Linked DNA regions of Mus musculus: all the other regions are linked to region 1. The links are chromatin contacts, called in public Hi-C and promoter capture Hi-C maps. All regions are on one chromosome and are shown on one strand. Each heading gives the region's core, a stretch centred on a gene start, on an enhancer-like site or on the middle of the called end of the contact. The rest is flanking DNA. Distances are from core to core; before and after follow the strand shown. Region 1 holds the start of Rhbg (Rhesus blood group-associated B glycoprotein). Region 2 holds the start of Bcan (brevican). Region 3 has its middle 6.7 kb from the start of Gm40089. Region 4 holds the start of Sema4a (sema domain, immunoglobulin domain (Ig), transmembrane domain (TM) and short cytoplasmic domain, (semaphorin) 4A).

Region 1 (4,848 bases), core at 805-3,304:
GAGTGACCTTCCTGGCTCTCTGTTCACATCTGATCTGAGAGACGTAGCCTACAGAATCCTAGGGCCCTTCCCGTCCTATCTATCTGAGGGAGACATCGCCATCTCCTGACAGCCCCCTTAGGGTAACCATGCCTGCGACCTTGGCCTGTCAATACTCACCGAAGATTCTTTTCATCTTCTGAATCAGAGGGTGGTTTCTACCCGCCCTCTGGCCTTGACCCTTTCCTCTGGACACAGGGACAGGTGAGTACCCGGCTCATCAAAGCACAGGCTTTAGAGACCTCACATCTCCCTCCTGCCCAGCTTTCCCCAAACAGTAGGCTCAAAGTTCACAGAGGTCAATACTGGGGCAGGGAGGCAGTAAATCTGCCATGGTCCTTGCTGCCCTCTTGGGAAGGAGAGCCCAGCACTGCCTCTGCTGTAAAAGGCAGGATTCTGCGCTTTGGAACAAACAGGGCCAGGGGCTCTAAGAGAAGCTGTTTCGGACCCTCTTAGACAACCAAAACTCACCTCCTTCACCTGCCTGGCTCATTTCCTCTCAACCCCCAGCTCTGTGGACAGTGAGTGTCCATCAGTATAGGGCCGGCTTTAGGGCTTTGGTTTTGATTCTAGCTTCTCTGAGGCCTGAATGCTGCCAATCCCTGCCACAACTAGGAATGAACTGTGGAGACGGAGGTGCTGTGGTTGTTTGGGGGGTCTGGTGCTTCCTGGCACAGTTCAAAGTCTCCCTTAGCCCTTTATGTCCCCATTGCTGGGAAAGGGCAGGGTGAGGTGGGGACAGCCTGTCAACAGCTCAGCGGCAGAAAGTGGGTTTAATAGCCTTGTTGCTTTTTGCATGCCCTTCAAACAGACATTTTCCCTCACTCCTTTTTGGTGTTTGTTTGTTTGTTTGTTTGTTCGTTTGAGACAGAGTTTTGTTAGCTCAATCTGGTCTCAGATTCACAGTGTGGCTGAGGCTGGTTTTGAACTCCAGATCATCCCTCCTCCACTACTGGAGCACTGAGATTACAGGCACAAACCATCACCCCCAGCTTCTTCCTGGCACTTGGATGAGGAACTGGAACTAGAGAAGGTTGACTTGGGCATTAGAGGGAGGGGCAGTGTGCTTGGTCCCAGATGTCCAGTGCCTCAGTTACAACCTCGAAGGAAATGCTCTGTCTCCATGAGGGGGTTAACTCCCTGTCCAGAACCTTGTCAGGAGGCAAATGGTCAGTGGTCAAGTTTATGATGTGTAAGCGCTATTCTAGCTGTGCGATCCTTGGTGGGTGATAATGGGCACCCCGCAGCCACCTTAAACTGTGAGATGAGATAATAGTGCAGCACCGAGCACAGCCCTAGCCCGCCTCACACTGGCCTTGAAACTGGCAAATGGGTCCAGGGTCCTCTCACTCTCAAACCTGGAGTGTTTGTGCTGAAACCAATCTTCGACGCCTGAACATGTGGGAATTTCACACCTAGTTCTCCCTCGTCTCCTCTGGCACCCTACCTGGCAGTCCCACCAAGATTCTCTTTCCTGTGGTCAAGCTGGACTCCTAGACAAAGTCAAATTAGCCCCAACGGAAGGTGAGACAGTAGCTAACACTGGGGCCACTTACAACTGGATTGAAGCCCCAGCTCCCCTTACTGTCTGACCCTGACTCTGACTGAGCCTTACCTCTCCTCAGCCTGAGATAGAGCATGTGCCATCCCCAGCAGTGCCTGGAACAAGAGGGACACTAGAGAAAGGGGACTATTTTAAAGCCCCGGCAGTCATCTTGGTGGCAGGAGTACCCATCAACGCCCTTCCCTACACACCCGGGACTTAGAGGCTTTGCTTCCCACGCCCTCGCCCGCACTCACTTGGGTAGCGAAAGTAAAACTCGTTGTCCACGTTACTGTGGTTGCCCCAGTGCCACAGGGCAGCGTCGGTTTCGTGGTTGTACCGGACAAAGATAGCAAAGAGGAGGGCAGTGGCGCCTTGGAAGAGCAGGCACAGCAGCGGCAGGACCAGGCGCCGGTGGCGGGGAACGCGGGCCATGAACGCGGCTGTGTTCTCCCGGTCTCCGGCAGGGCAGTGCCGGCCAAGCTGACTCCTGCCACCGCAAAGGTGAGGCCCCGCCCCCCGGAGGCCGTGCTGCTCCTTGGGGAGCCCCACCCCTCAGCTCGAGGTTGGCAGGGATTAGCCCCGCAGGTCAGGTCCTGTTTCCCATGGCCCCGCTGAGGCACCGGTGATGTGTGAGCTTCCCCAACTGTGCCCCAGCTGCCAGAGGGTGGAGAGAGGGGGAAAGGTACTCGCCCCTTTAAACCTGGTGTGAGAGATTGGCATCCAAGAAGCTAGTATCCTTTAAAGGTCCTACCTGGTTTCCCTCGGTTAATAGGAAGGAATCGGATTAATGCTGAGATCTTCCGTTGCCTGGCTGTAGAGATAAACCAGATGGCCCCTCTCAGAAGCAGTTGCCTCTACCACTCTACCACCTTTGTTGTTGTTGTTGTTGTTGTTAAAGATGTATTTAGTTATTTTATGAGTACACTGCCATTCTTTTTAGACACACCAGAAGAGATCATCAGATCCCATTACAGATGGTTGTGAGCCATCAAGTGGTTGCTGGGAATTGAACTCAGGACCTCTGGAAGAGCAGTGGGTGCTCTTAACTGCTGAGCCATCTCTCGGGCCCCAGCCTCTACCACCTTAAGTTGAGCTGAGATTACAGCTCCAACAGCCATGGTCCCTGAAGGACTCTAGCCGGTAGGGACACTGGTACTCTTGGTTCTGAAACCTGCAGTCCACAGGTGCAGGGACAGTAGGATAGCTTGCTAACCCTCTGCTCATTGTCCAGTTCTTCCACTGTCTCAGCAGGGACCTGAGCCTCTGCCCCTGCCTTTTTTGTGGACTTGGGAGGACACCTGGATTCTAGCTGTCTGGTTTCCTGTGCCAAGGGTCCAGCCAGGCACATGAAAGACCAGAGATCAGCCTCTGGTGACACAGCTCCCAGCTGGTCCATGTGGGCCCTGTCCAGAGACTCTCCATCACTCTTCAGTCAGCAGGAAGGTTAAGCATAAAGACTCAGCATCTATGGGTCACCCCCTGCGGGGGCCATCTCCTGTCCCAGGTGTGACTCCTGAGCCCTGCTTGGTGTCAGTAGTTGCTTGGGTGGTTCCAGCAGGTCTGGGAGGAAGAGCCTTCTATACCCCCAGAACTAGAGAAAGGGGAAGAGAGAGCTGTGGTCTGATTTTAACCTCCTCTTAACTCCATACCTCCCTTCATCTACAACTCCTCCAGGGCCTGACTTCCCCCTTTTCTCTTCTTCATTCATTCACTCAATAAATACTCATGTAGTGTCTACCCTGGGCTAGGTCCTAGGGTTGGAACCAGATAGTCTAGTACAAGGATATAACGGGCTTAGGCCCTGAAGGTCCCAGCCTAGCAGATGTTAGCTCTTCAATCGCTGAGTCAGGGGAGGGCTTCAGAAGTTCCTTTGGAAAGACAGAAGAACTGGGCCAACATATGGTCAGCATATGGGACGTTCACTCCCTTGTAAGGCGTGACCTTGAAGTGTTAACACTGTGTGACAGACACCAGCCGGTATTCTTTCTGGTCCAATACAGCAAGACCCTGAAAAGCTTTGCTAAGGCTCCCCCGCCTGTCTGCTTCCTGAGAAGACTCTCTAACCCACCATCCATCAAGCATTAGTCCTGGCTCTGTTGATCACTTGCTGAGATCTGGCCCTTGGTTCCCCCTCCTAGGATCCTGTGAAGTGATGGGCTTCGTGTCTCACTCCTTTCTCAACTGCAGGCCTCTGAGGGACGTCTGTATCACCAGTCTCCGTCTGTCTAGTCTTGAGATCTGCCCAATCTTTGACTTTCCATCTCTGGTGTCCAGTCATGACTGGCCAAGCATTTAAAGCCAGGGGGAGTTGGTGTCTCCTGCTTGCCATGGCCCGGCCTGTGCAGGTTGTCCCTGGAGAATTGAGTGTCTGAGGTTACTGAGTAACTCAGGGTTGCTCCAGGATGCTCTCTGCCAAGGCCACCCACTTCCTCTCCCTGCTGCCTTGGTTCGGGTTCTAGGAGCTGTTGTCGCTGTTAGTCTCACCGACCATCTCTGGTGTGCTTAGGGGGCAAACACAAGAGCCAGCAAAGCTACAGTCATACAGACACCCCGCCATCCTTCCTTCCTTCCCCTCTCCCTCCTTCTCTTCCTTCCTTCCTTCTTCATATCTATACTGTGTGACCTCAGGCAGATTATTGAGTGCCCTTTGAGCCCCAGTTTCCTTGTCTGTGAGTGAGAATAATAACATCTCCCACAAGGACTCCAGATAATTCCTATAGATGGCTGGCACTGTGGCAAGCACTCCACAGATGTGGTGATTAATTTCATCTGATTGGCTAAGCAAGGTCAGTAAATGGGTCACAGCTTCAACACTCTGAGGCTCAAGAAGCGGAACCAGGCAGCTATTGATCCCATGCAGATAGCAGGAGCTGGGAGCCTTGTGGGGCTAGCATAGGCATAACCCCCTGTTCCCACAATTTTTTCTTTGGAGACAAGGTCTTAAGTGGCTTAGGCTGGCTTTGGATTTAGGATCCTCCTGCCTCCACTTCCCAGGACTAGGAGCCCAGGATCCCAGGCATAAGACATCACATCACTGGATTATTTTTTATTTATTTTATTGAGACAGTCTCAAGAGATAATCCAACCTGGCTTCAAAGTGAAGGCAATCTTCCTGCCTCCGCCTCCCAAGTGCTGGGATTAAAGGTATGTGGTAACATCCCAGGTACACACAGTAAAAAGATTTGTTTTTATTTTATGTATGTGAGCACACTGTAGCTGTCTTCAGACACACAAGAAGAAGGCATCAGATTCTATTACAGATG
Region 2 (4,848 bases), core at 1,289-3,788, 250 kb before region 1:
CAGAAGCAGTGGAATCATTCTGCACACTGATGGAAGAACTTGAAGAGGAAAGAGGAAAGTTGTTAGACTGCGGAACGGACTTCCTCCGTTCTCTGTCCCACCATGCAGGTAGCACATACTAGAATCACCCCTAACTCTGTTTCTGATTCCTATCTCCAAGCACCAAGAGGTGTGCCCAGTCAACTCACTGTGTGACCTAAGCCAAGTTCCTTACCCTCTCTGAGTCTGTGTCTTCTTAACTGGGGGGGGGGGGGGGGAAGCACCATCATTAGCACCTTACGCATTTTGATGGGGCTGTATGCTTGAGTGATCTGTCTGTCTGTCTACCTGTCTAGCTGTCATCTACACACAGTTGCCACTGTCTATTACCTACTTACCTATTTATAATCTACGACAGAAAATGCCCTGTGCATAGGCCAGCAACAGACACATAACAGATGCCAGCGAATACTTGTAACACAGTGGCTGGTGGTACTGCGTAATCAGCTCTCTGTGCACGTGTATTCAAAATCTATGCATCCAAACCAGCTACTCGTCAAACATGCAGGAAAAAAAAAAGAGTCTGTTCTGAACACATACAGAGGTTTTTGTCACTGTTCCCTAAACAGCATGCATATACTTAGGAATTATAAGTCACCTAGAGACGGGTTCCTGTGTATGAAAGACATGCGTAGGTGAGATGCAAAGACATCATTCTGTGTGAGGGACTTGGGCACCTGCAGGTCCAGGCAGCCTCTAGGGGTTGGAGACTCAAACCCACAGACGCAGGGGTGGGGTTGGGAGCGCAACTATGGTCCTACTTCACCCCCTTGGCAAACACCCCCCTCCCCGCCCTCAGGTGCCAACCAGGAGTTTCTTTCCCCCACAGTAAAGCTCCAACCTTCCCTTCCTAACCCTTCCTCTTCCAGGAGGGCCTCCTAGACTGAACCCTGCTGAAACAGCGGCTTCTCCCTCTGCTTCCTCTCCACCAGGACTTGTAAGGAAGCTCCCCTGGTGCCCAACATCCTCTGCCCCCTCCATCCCTCCCTCCCTCCCACTTTGCTCTCAGCCATTCCCCTCTGCCTGGCACGGGCTTTCCCACCGGATCTCCTGGCTCAGAAGCCAGCTGGGACAAAGACCCTGTCCCTGCCAGTCTGGCCTCTATCCAGTTGCTCCTTCCCCCACCCATCTTTTGTGAAAGCCTACAACTTGGAGTGTACTGGAGAAGGGTACAGGGAGAGGCCAGTCGTCCCCCCCCCCCCCCCGCCCTGGCCCTCAGCTCTGGAAACAGTTTCTCTTTCTGAGATCTCATTGCGCATACAGGCTCACGGGGAAAGTGAGGTGGATGACCAGAGAGGGTTAGAGCTAACTCTGAGCCAAACCGGGAGCCAGGTCACTGTGCCCTCAGGAAGGAAAGCTGCACAGATAATGAACACACTCTGTAAAGAGTCAGACTTGGGAGTATTCGGGGACCCAGGACTACATGGCTAATGATGCAGCCGGGGGTCAGTTACAACGTCAGGCAAGATTTCCTACCGACCATACCTATTCTCACTGGCTCCATCTCCCACTCGGTCTGCCTTCATAGTCGCTAGCCTGAGCCTAAGCGGTCCTCCTAGATCCTCCCAGGACAGACTCCCCTGCTAAGCAGCGCTCTGGCCTGTGCTGTGCAGCGGGCCGGGCGAGCAGTCACTCGGGTTACCGCTGGCAAGTAAGCCAGGTGCTGGAGCGTTCTGAGGAGGGGAGGCTGGGAGCAGGAGCTACTCACACGCCCGCCCGGCCCTGTGGCTACCTCTTTTACCCGTGTTGGGGCAGCACGGGATGAGGAAGGAAGCCTGAGGCCAGAGGATCCGACTGCCCTGAGACATGAATTTTTGATCCAAGTGGCCAAGAGTGGCTACTGTGACACTTCCCGGAGGAAAGCCACCACAAGGACCGGAGCTCAGCAGTCCCCTGTCGTCTCCAGCCCGGGCATCCTTAGTCGCTCCGCAGCCCAGACGTCCCCTGGCTCCTGAAGGCTGCGCGGCGAGGACAGTGAGCGAGCAGACGCGTGGCTCAGGGTGCCGAAGCCGGCACAGAGCGCTGCGCGCCCACCTTCAGAGAGGCGCCGCTGCCGACCGCACCCCCGAGTGCCTGGGGACCCCAGGAAGCTACGGTGGGTCACTGTCTCGGTCGCCCACAGCAGCCAGTATCGCGGCCCGCTCTCGCCCTCGCCCGGATCCTTTGGCTCAGAGAGGTCAAGAAACTTACCCAAGGTCACACAGCAAGCAAGCAAGCGACCGATAGGGCCAGGCCTCCGCACTCACCTTGCGAGGTCCCCTCCGCGCACACCGCACGTCCCGCAGCCGCAGCCGAGACTGCGGCGCAATGCGCGGGCGCGAGCAGGGCCGGGCGCGCGGGACCCAGACAGGGGCGCCAGCTCGCCGGGAGCCTCACAAAACCCCCTTTCTTCCCACGCGCCCCGCCTTCCCCGCCGTCCCCGGCCCTTGCCGCCCCCGTGGGGGGCTCTGCGCGGTCACGGGACCCGCTGCCTTCTCTGTGCGGGTTCCGGGCGACAGCGGGCAGAGGGAGGACAAGCGAAGTAGGACAAGGTTCCGCGGACGGGAGCCCAAGACTTGCAGCGGGGAGGGCAGAAGGGGCGGGGAGGGAGCGATGGAGGGCGCTGTGGCGACGCAGGATGGAGAGTTAGAACACGGGAGGGACTTCTCATTGGTTAAAGGGAGGAAGACCGGCTCAAACTTAGTCGCGCAGAGGATGGAGGGACGACAGGAGCTTTGCCCCGGGAAAGAGGGCACTGCTGGGTGAAAAGGGGAAGTCCTTTTCTCAGGCCAGAGAAAAGGCAGATGACCACAGCCATCCCTCTTGAGGAAGCTTTGATCGGGCTGTGCTCCCCCGGTGCTCCTCTCCCTCCCCGGCGGAGGAGCTGACTTTGCAGTGGTTGACCAGGTGGAGGTCGACTCGCAGAACTACGGGTTAGGCAACCCAAGTCAAGAGAGTCTAGGCGCGCGGTATCAAGTGGTACAGTGAGTGATGGAGCAGGCGTCACAGGTTGCAGATCAATGTGTGCAGGAGAGCCTGCTAGCCTCGGCTGGGCTGCCCAGTGTGCAGCCAGGAGCCTGGGGGTGGGCCTCGAGGACTGCCAGCTGTCCCCCACCCCCACTTCACCCGCTGCTTCTCCCTGCTTTCCCAGGCTTCCCACTTTCCTCCTCTTGCTTGCGACTCCAGGCAAAGCCTTGGCACCAGCTGTAGGCCACTCAGCCAGATCCTTGTCCTCAAGGCCGGTGTGGGGGCTGTGACCTTACCATTTCTAGATCCCCAAATGCCGACTGTCTGCAGACACCTTCACCCCCAACTCAGGGAACAGTTTCCTAATCACGCCCCACCCCCTGCCTTGGATGGAGTTCCAAAAAAACAAAACAAAACAAAACCAAAAAACAAAACAAAACAAAAAAAAAAAAAAACGCCTTCAGAACCTCTGGAAAAAAACAAACTCCTCTCCAAAGCCTTACAAGTTTAAAGAGAGGACTCCAGCTAATGCCGCCCACTGTAAGGACAGGACAGAAGGACCTTGAAACCCAGGGCAGAGTCACGCAGGGAGAAAACTACCAGGCAGTGGTGCCAGCAGAAAGGAGAAAGGGGCCCCTGAAGAAGCTGCACAGGAGGCCTTCATTTATTCATTCCTTAAGCTTGACCCACAAGTCATCTATGTACCAGGCCCTGTCTGGGGCCCTAAGACTGGGGGAGTCACCAGTTGGGAAGGACTCTGAGGTGCTGGGTGCCAGCTCTGGGTTGCACCTGCATGGCTCACCAACACATGGGCTCCATGCCCTGCAGGTCTCCCAGGTGGAGCTAGGAAAGAAACCAAGGGGCTGCAGTTCAGCCCAGTTGCTGTCTTGGATATAACACAATTTTTGCCTGGGAAAACCTGACTGTGACCAAGGAAGACAGGAAAGAGATACCCCCCGCCCCCGCCCCCAGCTCAGAGTTACCAATGTGCACAACCCGGGGGAAGGGGAAAAGAATCCTGGGGCCAGTGGAGCCAGTAGGCAGCCATCTGCCAGGAATGCCTTGGCCTCTTCTGATCAACCAAGCAGGGTCCCCACCACTCCTGTGGAATCCTATTCTTTGTCATTCACAGCCTTATGAGGTCTGGTTAGGGGCTCAGCAGCCCATGGGGACTGAGTCTTTGAGAGGGGCCCCTTTCTATAAAAGATGGGCATTATAAAGGCCCCCCTTTTTTCCAGCTGGGGACATTTGCATCGAGGTACACCCACACAACTCTAGCCATTGCTGATAGGTACCTTTTCCCCAATTATGGAGTCTGGCATCTTGACTCATAGCCAAAGGACTCTGCTCATTTCTGTTCTCCATCTGAGGTGCTCCTGGACCCTGGCCTGCTCCTTGCATCCCCTTTAGATCTTAGACAGAGATCTTGGCACTGGAAGCCAACAGAGCCCAGAATGGCGGCTTTCGTGTGCAAACCCGTGTCCTAGCAACAGGGCATGACAGTTCTCATAGCCACAAGGGTCTTCTAGATGCCAAATGGTAAACGGCGGTGTCACAAGGGTCAGCCGGTTGAATCAGAAGTGGCCTGCCCAGGACTGCTGCACCAAGGGCTCAGGAAAAGAGGGAGGAGGAAGGCGAGCTTGGAGAAAGCCAGGCAGTGGCGGCTCGCCTGCCCTGTCCCCACGTGGTGCAGCTGGCTGCCTCCCAGCCTGCCCTGGAGACTTTTCCAGGCTCTCTTGAAGAACCAGCAATCTCCTCCCGCTTTCCCAGGGCAATAGCTTCCACACAGGCCAAAGCTGTGGCCCAAGGTGAGAACCCACGCTGCTCGCAAAGCTCCCGCCTCCCAAACACCCCTCTTCGGTG
Region 3 (4,848 bases), core at 1,570-4,069, 220 kb after region 1:
CTAAACCTCTGAAACTGAAAGCTAGCTTTAATTAGATATTTTCCTTTATAAGAGATGCTGCGGTCATGGTGTCTCTTTACAACAGTGAAACTCTAACCAACATATCCCCTAGAAGCTGAAGTCACAGGCTTTTGTGAATACATGATGTGGGTGGAGGGAACTTGTTCTAGTTTGCTGTCTGTCTTAATTAGGGTTCTATTGTTGTGAGGAGACACCACAACCACAGCAACTCTTATAAAGGAAAGCATTTAATTGGGGCTGGCTTACAGTTCAGAGGTTCAGTCCACTGCCTTAATGGCAGGAAGCATGGCGGCACACAGGCAGATACTGTGCGGGAGGGGTCTCCGAGAGTGCTATATCTTGATCTGCAGGCAGCAGAAGGGGACTGTCTGTCACACTGGGCACAGCTTGAGCATATAGGAGACCTCAAATCCACCTCCACAGTGACACACTTCCTCCAGCAATGCCACACCTCCTAATAGTGCCTATCATACAGTCTATAAGGGCCATTCCTATTCAAACCATCACTGCACCCCATACCACATGAGAAGATGGAACAGATGTGCAGCACCCCAGGGACGTGCCACCCTCACACGGCTCAGCCTCAGCTTCCTGTAGGCCACACAGAGGTCTGTGTGCTCACAGAGAAGCACTAGAGGAGTCTGGAATGTTAAACACATGGTTGTTCCCGTAGGGAAGGAATGCACAGCCTTATGTGTCCAGAAGGCTGGTGACCTTTGCCCTGTGTAGCCAGAGACTTTTCCAGCACCAGATCATCTCGTAGACCCTTATCGTTAATTTGTTTTTCTCAATCTATAGAACCTATCTTCGTGGACCTCACAAAGAGTTCGCTGTCGTCATGCCTGGTTTGTGTTTAGCTCACTTTGTTTTTTTTAAAGCTATTTAGGAATGCTTTGTTGTGAACTCGGGATTGAGTTAATGATTACCAGAATAAGGCTTTAAACCAAATTGTGCGGTGCTAATTTAAGTAGGCCTAAAATAAACCACTTGGGGTCAGACTCCAGATCTTGAACCAACACCCATTATTTAGTCATGTTGAACCTAACTACCCTCTTGCCTCCCTTCAGTTGTTACGAGGTTGGATGTGGGGGTCAAAGAGACCTCTGTGGCTTCCAGCCTCAGCACTCAGGAAGTTGCCAGGCGTGGTGGCTCGTCCCTGTAATCCTAATAAGTGGGAGGCAGAGGCAGAGGCAGATGGATCTCTGTGAGCTCAAGGCTAGCCTGGTCTATATAACAAGATCAGGTTAACATGGGCTGCAAAGTGAGACCTTGTTTCAAAAGAAAGAAAGAAAGAAAGAAAGAAAGAAAGAAAGAAAGAAAGAAAGAAAGAAAGAAAGAAAGAAAACAAGAGAAAGAAGTTATTCTGCCCAAGTCTCTCTTTATATATATATATATATTTATTTATTATATGTAAATACACTGTAGCTGTCTTCAGACACTCCAGAAGAGGGAGTCAGATCTCATTACAGATGGTTGTATGCCACCATGTGGTTGCTGGGATTTGAACTCTGGACCTTTGGAAGAGCAGTCAGGTGCTCTTACCCACTGAGCCATCTCACCAGCCCCCAAGTCTCTTTAATAAGCCAGCGAGTTTACTGATGTTACTTACAAGTGCGTGGAGGAGAGTTCCTCATAGAAGCTTCGGTGACTCAAAGGAGCTGCACAAGCTAAAAGCCACCCCCAGCTGGGGTAGGGCTGAGGACCGTTGCATGCCTGACCATTGCACACCTAGAGCTCCGTGCACGGCCTGGAGGGTCTGCAAATCTCTTCTGCCCAGCTGTTCTTACTGCTTATGTTGCCTCGTGGATCTTCTCGGTTTAAGGAGCTTCCTGAGACCTTGTTTACTGCTTGAGCCTTATTTCATCTACTTCCTCAATAGTAAGAAGCTCCCTTCAGTTTTGAAAAAATAGCTGCCCACAGTTAATTAGCTTGATCATTGTTTTACACTGATTACATATCTTAAAACATCATATTGCATGTCATTTTATATATATATATATATATATATATATATATATATATATATGAGACATGAAGATATATATATATATGAGACATGAAGATATATATATATATGAGACATGAAGATATATATATATATGTATATATATATACATACATATATATATATATACCTTCATAAAGCTTGGGACACTTCTATACCAAGCATCATTTGTTAAATGTTTGCATATGTGTAGCTAGAGATAGATAAACTTCAGAGGAGAAAACTCTCTTAATCTGAAAAACAAATATGCTTACTATGGCTCATGCTGGAAATCCCGGAACTCAGGAGGCTGAGGCAGGAGGATCTTCATGAGTTCCAGGCCAGCCGGAGCTACAGAGTGAGGCTCTGTCTCACAGAACCAACTGTGTTAGCTACTTATCTCGCAGATTTGGCAAGACATCTGAGAACATGGTGGAGTACAGCTTTATCCCAGCAGTAGGGAGGAAGAGGGAGGTGGATCTCTGTGAGTTCAAGGCCAGCCTTGTCTACAGAGCGAGTTCCAGGGCAGCCAGGGATACACAGAGAAACCCTGTCTGGAAAAACAAAGCAAACAATAACAAAGAAAAAAAATTCCCCAACAACTTAAAGAAAGAAGGGCTGATTTTAGTTTGGAGTTTGGTGGGGACTGTACAATGAGAGTTGGGGGAGGATGGGTCCCTGATAGGAAACTCATCTGATGCCAGACTTTCTTACTGATGGAACTGAATTCCCTCGGGGCAAAGAGCTGGCTGCTGACAGCTGTCAAAACAGCAGCTGACTTAAAGGAAACAAAAGACCCAGCCGCACAAACCCCTGCTGAACAGAATTGGCAGTCAGAGCCTAAGGCACTGAAACAAGCCTGCGCAGACCCACAGCAACTGCGCACAGCAGGAAACTTTTAAGATTGAGGGCTCTTCACTGGTTGGTCCTAAGTCTCACCTTATTTGCATACCCCATTCAGCCAATGAGAACCAGGTGGTTTCTCAGTAAATTCAGACATACCTTAGGCTTCATGACACTTTCTCGTCTGAGCTTTATAATGAAAGGCACAGGTGATTTTAGCGCTCAGCCCTCACACATACCCTTGCTTCAAGACTCACCAAAGGCAGACCAACTTCCAGGACTCAACCTTTAACAGCTGCCGCAGGCAGGATAACTCATTCCATTCCTTCCTCAGCCACCAGAGACCTAAGATTCCAGCCTTCAAGATCCATCAGAGACAAAGAAATCTGTTTCTGTTGCTTCCCTCAGTCTGTAAACATGGTCTGAGAGGAACTGTCTCAGCTGGTACCCCAAAGCCCTCAGAGAAGTTCTCAACTATAGCAATCCCTCACTTGGCACGTGCCACCACCTCTTGCCTGGCACACCAGAAGTCTGCTGATTCAAGATGCTGGCAAACCCCCAGCCTCCTTCAGCTGGATCTCAGTTCTCATTTTCCTATTGATTTTACTCCTGTTGATTTTGGGGTAGTGGTGGTGGTGGTGGTGGTGGTGTGTGTGTGTGTGTGTTTGATATTGTTGTTGTTTTTGGCAGGGTCAGCCCAGGCTAGCCTGGAACTCTTAGAGATTCTTCTGCTGCTGCCTCCCATGTGCTGGGATTAAACTGGGATTAAACATCATGCCTGGCCCTTCCTTTCCCATTGATATTGTTTTTCCTGCCTGCAAAACCTGACAAGAATTCTGGCATTTGGAAAGACATATGGAAAGTTCAGGCCCTTCTGGTACAATTACAGATCCGTTTTCTTTCTTTCCTTCTTCTTTTCTTTCCTTCTTTCTTTCTTAGTTTTTTCGAGTCAGGGTTTCTCTGTATAGCCCTGGCTGTCCTGGAACTCACTCTGTAGACCAGGCTAGCCTCAAACTCAGAAATCCCCCTGCCTCTGCCTCCCAAGTGCTGGGATTAAAGGTGTGCGCCACCACTGCCCGGCTCTTCCTTCCTTCCTTCCTTCCTTCCTTCCTTCCTTCCTACCTTCCTACCTTCCTACCTTCCTACCTTCCTACCTTCCTACCTTCTGTCCTCCCTTACTTTCTTTCTTTTTGTTTGTTTTTTGTTTGTTTGTTTGTTTTTCGAGACAGGGTTTCTCTGTGTAACTCTGGCTGCCCTCAAACTCAAGAGATCTGTCTGCCTGTGTCTCCCTAGTGCTGGGATTAAAGGCGTGCCCTGCGCTGCCCAGACTAGCAAACAATACAGCCAGGATGGCTAAAGGTGACCCCAAGAAACCAAGGGGCAAGATGTTTGCTTATGCTTTCTTCATGCAGACACGCAGGGAAGAACACAAGAAGAAAAACCCAGAGGTTGCAGTCAATTTTGTGGAGTTTTCCAAGAAGTGCTCTGAGAGGTGGAAGACCGTGTCTAGCAAAGAGAAATCAAGAGTTTGATGAAATGGCAAAGGCAGATAAAATAAGCTATGATTGGGAGATGAAAGATTATATAGCAGCTAAAAGAGGCAAGAAGAAGGACCCAAATGCCTCAAAGGACCTCCATCTGGATTTTTCTTATTCTGCTCTGAATTCTGCCCCAAGATCAAATCCACAAACCCTGGCATCTCCATTGGAGATGTGGTAAAAAAAATCTGGGTGAGATGTGGAAGAACTTGAGTGAGAGTGAAGCAGCCTGCGTCACTAAGGCAGCAAAGCTGAAGGAGAAGCATGAGAAGGGTGTCGCTGACTGTCAGTCTAAAGGGAAGTTTGAGGGGGCCAAGGGGCCTGCTAAAGTTGCCCAGATAAAGGTGGAAGAGGAAGAGGAGGAGGAAGAGGAAGATGATGAATAAAAGCTCTGTCTCCTTGTGACTACCTTAGAGTAGGAGAGCGCTGTGATTGACACATCTCTTATTTGAGTTGTGTCTA
Region 4 (4,848 bases), core at 782-3,281, 200 kb after region 1:
ATATCTTGGTGGTGGCATGTGTGCACATACACACACGTGAATGTGTGGGTTCCTGACACACTGGCACATCAGCAAGGAGGAAAGAGCACCTCAGATAAGTCTCTAGTGAGCACATGTGGACTTTTGCTTTAGTCAGAGGACAATCTGGCTGTTACTCTTTTGGCCTCAGGAAGCCTGGAAACCAAGAGGAATCCAAAGACAAAATGGAAACAATACTGCCTAGATTGGCTTCTCCTGAACTCTGAAGAGAGCTCATTGTACTTCCCCTTGAAACGCAGGCTTGTTTGTGCCTGCACTCCCATCCCACCCAGAGATGCCGCTCTATCCACCGACTGCTACATCTCCTTTACCATTTTGCCTCAGAAGGATGCTAAACTACATCCGTGAACAGAAGTAACTTACTTCTGTGTGTGTGTGTGTGTGTGTGTGTGTGTGTGGGTGGGTGGGTGTGTGGTATATGTGGCACTTCCCCTGGGGCATTTCCTGGAACTAAAGGTGTCAGTAACCGAACAGCCTCCTCAAGAAACCACCGAGGCTGGGTGAGCTGCTAGGATCCCTTCTGATGCCCAGTCTCCTGGACAGGATCTGGCCCGGTGTGACCTCTGCAGTTGGCTTGGGCCCTCCAGCTCCTCAGACAATCTAGAGCGAGCTTTAGCTTTCCAGCTCCTGGTACTGAAAAAGCAGTCAGGAGTTTAAGGCTCCTTGCTTAGTGACTGACATTTGAGGGAAAGAAAAACCACTGAGTTGGCAGAAAAGGGTCACAGTGACCCTTCCTTCCCTTACAGATCAACTTGTGCCTCAGGTGGCCTCTTCTTCTCCCAGCCCCTCCCAGGCTCCCTGGCATCTCTGTTTCTTCGTGCCATTTCGTCCCCTCTGGCACACCCTTCTCCTTCCTCAGCCCCTTCATCTCTATGGTGCCATCCATACCTCCCAGGTACTAGACACTTACCAGCATGGTATTTGACTCTGGGCATGGGCCCCTGACCACCAGTCCCAGAAGCAGGTGGCAGTGATGGCAGCAGGAAGAGTTGGAAGAAAAAAACACGCAGGAGACTCCATGAGTCCTGGCCCAGGGATGGTAGGGCCATGGTCAGCCTGAGATGGTCACCAGATGGTTCTGAGGAAACAGGCACTTTCTGGGTTAGCCATGCTTACCACACCCTTCCTGAGGGCCAATAGGAGAGCCCCAGGGGGCAGAAGTTCCTCTCTGGAAGGGCCCTCAGAGTCTCACTTCCATCCATCCCCAGCCTTGAAGGTGCCTCCTGCTGCCCTCTGCATAGGGTGCTGCTGTGGCCCACGCTGTGCCTCTGGTCACCTAACCATTAAAAAAACTACCTTGCCATTTCTCACCTGACTCACAGAAAAATTCCTTTCCACTTTGCCCCCTCAGCATCTCCTGGCCCCGTGCTCCAGAGCTCTGATCATCTCTGGCCCTGGGCAAAGGTCTTCTAGGGAACTAGTTCCTGTATGCAAAAGGTAGATTTCCCCAGGCTGGCCTGTGCTGTGACACCTTATGCCCGCTACTCACCCCAACCCAGGCAGACAGCCTACCCTCTCCTCAGCCCCCAGGGGCTCTGACTCTTGCTTAATCGGGCCCATCTAGCCTTCTTCTTAGGGATAGGGGCGTGCCAGTTTATCTACCACTGTGGTGGGGCTGCCCTCTGTATTTCCTGGGAGTGGCCTGGGCAGGAGTCCTTGGCAGACTCTCAACTTCTCCAGCCCCCCTGTCTGCCTCCCCAGAGCTCCGCAATCAGCCTCCCCCATGGCCACTGAATGCAGGTTCACACCCCTCCCCCGCCCCCGCCTCATCTCACATACCCTTGAGCCAGCCACACTGAGAAGTCCTGTGTTCAAACCCTGAATCAGGGTGCCATCCGAGGCAAAGAAGGGGGTCCAGGCAAGGCAAGCAGGCTCAGCCTGGCTGGAACGGGCGCGCGGCCCTCCAGGCACCCATCCTGCCAGAGCCAGTGTGGGTTTCAGGCCAGGGAAACCAGAATTTCTACCTCGAGTTGTGACAGATCCTGGCTGGCTTGGGCGGAAGTTGGTGGATCAGGGCGGGGAGACTGGTGGAGTGTGGGAGTGGGGGTGAGGCTTGAAGGCCTTGCAGGAGACACACCTCCCTCCCTCCTTAGTCTATCCAGAAATTAAGAGTTCCTTCCCGGCCAGTTCAGTGATGCCCTTGTTTCTCCCGCACACCACTTCCAGTCTAACCAGCCCAAGCTGCAGACTCCTCTTGCTCAAGAGAGCTCGGTATGACACCGTCTCTCTCCTATTCCTTCTCTCTCTGACCCCATTGTGGGGTTCCCCCACTGCCACATACTGAGACCTCCCGACCTCCCACACCCAGTAGGACCACATTCTTGAAAGATAACACGTTTAAAGCTGGCATGGTGGCGAGGCATACCTTTAATCCCAGTACTCGGGAGGCAGAGGCAGGCAGATCTCTGAGTTCGAGGCCAGCCTGATCTACAGAGTGTGCTCCAGGTCATCCAGGGCTATACAGAGAAACCCCGTATCAAAAAAATAAAAAATAAATAAAAATCCTACATTTGTATTAGTTTTTTGGTTTTTCCCTATGACTTTGCTGAGGAAGCCCTAGTAATTTGACGTCTCAGTGGGAAATTGGAGAAATTCCCCATTTGAACGCGTGCTTCTTGGGATACGCTTTGGAGCTGAAGCACCCAGCTGGCATGGTGGCTGGTTCCTCCTCCCCAAAGGTTCCAGGAAGACCTCATAACGCAGGGTTAATGAGTAACCAAGGGCTCCTAGGCCAATAAAGAGTGGTTGGGCTGCTGCCCACTCTCCCGGGTCAGCTGACTTCAGGTTAAAGAGCACAGTGACCCAAGCTGGTCTACCTCCAGGACATACCCTATCTTCACTGTAAACACCATCCTCACTGCCAGGATGGTCCCCACTGTAGGCTGTCCTCCACCCTTCCAGTTACAGCTCCTAGACGGAAAGCATTCCTCGGTAGAGCCTGCTTGGCCTTCCCTTCATGCTTTCCCCTCTGCTTCCGTTCTCCAGTGTGGCCCAGGAGCTGGGCTCACACAGACCCTCCTGATGGCTTCATCTGTCAAAGCTTGCTAAGACCCGCCCCCCCCCAAGCTCTCCGTTCACTGTGAGGACTTTGCCAATCTCCCTGTGCTGACACAAACTTCTGAGTCTCCTTGACCTCTAGATCAGGCTTGGGAAGCCACCACCTCAGGGCCTCTCTTTGGAGACAGATTGGCCTATCTGGGTCACAGGGAGGAGCTGTGACCAGAGGAGCAGCTCCAATGCCATCCTTCTTTACTCTCTTCCTGTCCCTGGGCGTCCTCAGGAGACCAAGTGCTCTCCCAGGCCCTCGGACAATGTGAGAAGCTCACACTTGGGGCTTCAGGCTTCCCAACTTCAGCAGGCAGGCTCCACTACAGTCTTGCTGCACAGAGAACAGAAGTGCAGCAGGGGTGACTGGACAGCCTGACGTCCATCCATCTACCTCAGACCTGTCTAATTCGGAAGCTCTCCCTACATGGCTGGCTCCTTCAGTCCCATCTCCTGCCCTAGTGCATTAGCTCAGCTCAGAGCTGCTCAACAGAGGGAGTAGGCAGGCATCAGAGTGGGAGGAGCAGGGGCTTTCTCTCCTCTAGCCAGGAACCAATCACTCAGGGTGACTCCTGACTCAGAAGGAACAGAAATCTCCCCGAAGAGAGGCCATCTGATGTCAACTTCAGCCTAGGTGCTTCCAGCCCTGGGGTGCCACCCACTCTCTCACAGTGCCTTTCAGGCCCAGCTAAGAGAAGAGAGGCAGGGGGAGAAAGGGACATGGCCCCACCAGCTCGTCTCATCTCTCATACCCCTGAGCCTCACCTGTCACTCACACAGGGTCCTGCCTTCAGAAGAGGCCATGCTGGGTATTCCCTCCTGCTGTTGCTTACCTCGAGAAAGCCTTAATCATTTTTTAAAAAGAGGACTACGTTTTCATTCACACTGGGCCCCACAAAGGGTGTAGCAGGCTCTGCTTCCAGGACACTCAGGGCTGTCAAGCCATACACCCTCCCTCACTACACAAATGAGGAAGGCAGGGCCAGTGGCTGGAAGCATCCAGGGCAGGAAGGGCAGCAGGCAGCAGGCAAACAGTGGTTCTTACCCTGTGGGGTGCGACCCCCTTTATAGGGTGTGGGTGGGTGGGCGGAGAAAGGTTCAAATGACCCTCTCATAGGGGTCACCTAAGACTATCAGAAAACACACACATTTACAATGCTAAGCATAACAGTAGCAAAATCACAGGTATGAAGTAGCAATGAAAATAATTTTATGGCTGGGGTCACCACCACGTGAGGAATTGAATCACAGGGTCACAGTATTAGGAAGGTTGGGAGTCACTGCTATAGAGAAAAAAAAAATGCCATCTTCCCTGCCCCTGCTCTCCCAAGCCAATTCTCCCGTAAGCCCTGGAGCTCAGCCTGGGGAAACCCCAGGACCATGTTAGCTCCAGGAAATCACAGCATCAGACTTAGCTCCTCTGTCAGATTCCAGTCCCCCCAAGTCCTCCCCTAACCCCCAAACCACAGAGGAGAGTAGCCCCTTCCTGTGGGACTTAATCATCAAAAGTAGAGGTGGGGAGTGGGGGTGGTTTGGGGGGGATGGATTGTGGAGGGTCAGCTCCTCATCCGACCCCTTGCCCCAGCTTGCACGGATTCTTCAGAGGAAGAATATCAGCACAGAAGCCACCCCTAGCTTCATCAGAGACCTGGCATGTCCAGTGTCCCCAGCCTCCTTCTCTTCCTGGACCTTTGGGGCAACCCTTAGGAGAGCAGGGTCTTGAGAAACAACCTTTTCCAGCTCCCCTTTCAACCCATGGCCCTG

What was found. Promoter capture Hi-C pulls out the DNA fragments that hold promoters and counts their contacts. Hi-C and Micro-C count contacts between places; a contact is called where the count stands out from the background. Capture Hi-C pulls out chosen DNA fragments and counts their contacts.
Region 2: a contact with region 1 is called in a promoter capture Hi-C map of liver. The contact joins the promoter of Bcan here to the promoter of Rhbg in region 1. A contact is called at or near these places in 18 of 39 promoter capture datasets (the 3T3-L1 cell line, the C10 cell line, the HPC-7 cell line and 10 more), 3 of 15 datasets of contacts at CTCF or cohesin (embryonic stem cells, large pre-B cells and pro-B cells), 21 of 484 Hi-C or Micro-C datasets (B cells, CD8 T cells, the G1E-ER4 cell line and 15 more), 4 of 115 datasets of contacts at active chromatin or transcription factors (embryonic stem cells, pancreatic cancer cells and stem cell-derived neural progenitor cells) and 4 of 9 other capture datasets (adipose tissue, embryonic stem cells, liver and 1 more).
Region 3: a Hi-C map of pro-B cells shows a contact between it and region 1, with 3 times the contacts expected there. The contact joins the enhancer-like site here to the promoter of Rhbg in region 1. A contact is called at or near these places in 1 of 15 datasets of contacts at CTCF or cohesin (embryonic stem cells) and 22 of 484 Hi-C or Micro-C datasets (B cells, the G1E-ER4 cell line, the N1E-115 cell line and 8 more).
Region 4: a promoter capture Hi-C map of pre-B cells shows a contact between it and region 1, with 6 times the contacts expected there. The contact joins the promoter of Sema4a here to the promoter of Rhbg in region 1. A contact is called at or near these places in 6 of 39 promoter capture datasets (embryonic stem cells, hematopoietic stem and progenitor cells, hippocampal neurons and 3 more), 1 of 15 datasets of contacts at CTCF or cohesin (embryonic stem cells), 7 of 484 Hi-C or Micro-C datasets (cerebellum, embryonic stem cells and erythroblasts), 2 of 115 datasets of contacts at active chromatin or transcription factors (astrocytes and pancreatic cancer cells) and 1 of 9 other capture datasets (liver).

What each region holds. Positions count from the first base shown.
Region 1 is chr3:88,252,630-88,257,477 of GRCm38.p6, forward strand. It overlaps Rhbg (Rhesus blood group-associated B glycoprotein), which reads right to left and starts at 2,055. Exons shown (of 10, transcript NM_021375.3): 1 at 1,840-2,055. The coding sequence starts at 2,017.
Region 2 is chr3:87,997,818-88,002,665 of GRCm38.p6, forward strand. Bcan (brevican) reads right to left here and starts at 2,539. Exons shown (of 14, transcript NM_007529.2): 1 at 2,286-2,539; 2 at 1-38. The coding sequence starts at 18.
Region 3 is chr3:88,470,387-88,475,234 of GRCm38.p6, forward strand. It overlaps the pseudogene Gm5979. Among named protein-coding and RNA genes, the nearest start is that of Gm40089, 6.7 kb to the left of the region's middle. Within about 2 kb of position 2,820, at least 28 of the 459 cell types and tissues checked have an H3K27ac peak or open chromatin away from gene starts, as enhancers often do. A contact at or near this core is called in pro-B cells, where this site is marked.
Region 4 is chr3:88,453,730-88,458,577 of GRCm38.p6, forward strand. Sema4a (sema domain, immunoglobulin domain (Ig), transmembrane domain (TM) and short cytoplasmic domain, (semaphorin) 4A) reads right to left here and starts at 2,032. Exons shown (of 15, transcript NM_013658.3): 1 at 1,819-2,032; 2 at 950-1,117. The coding sequence starts at 1,088.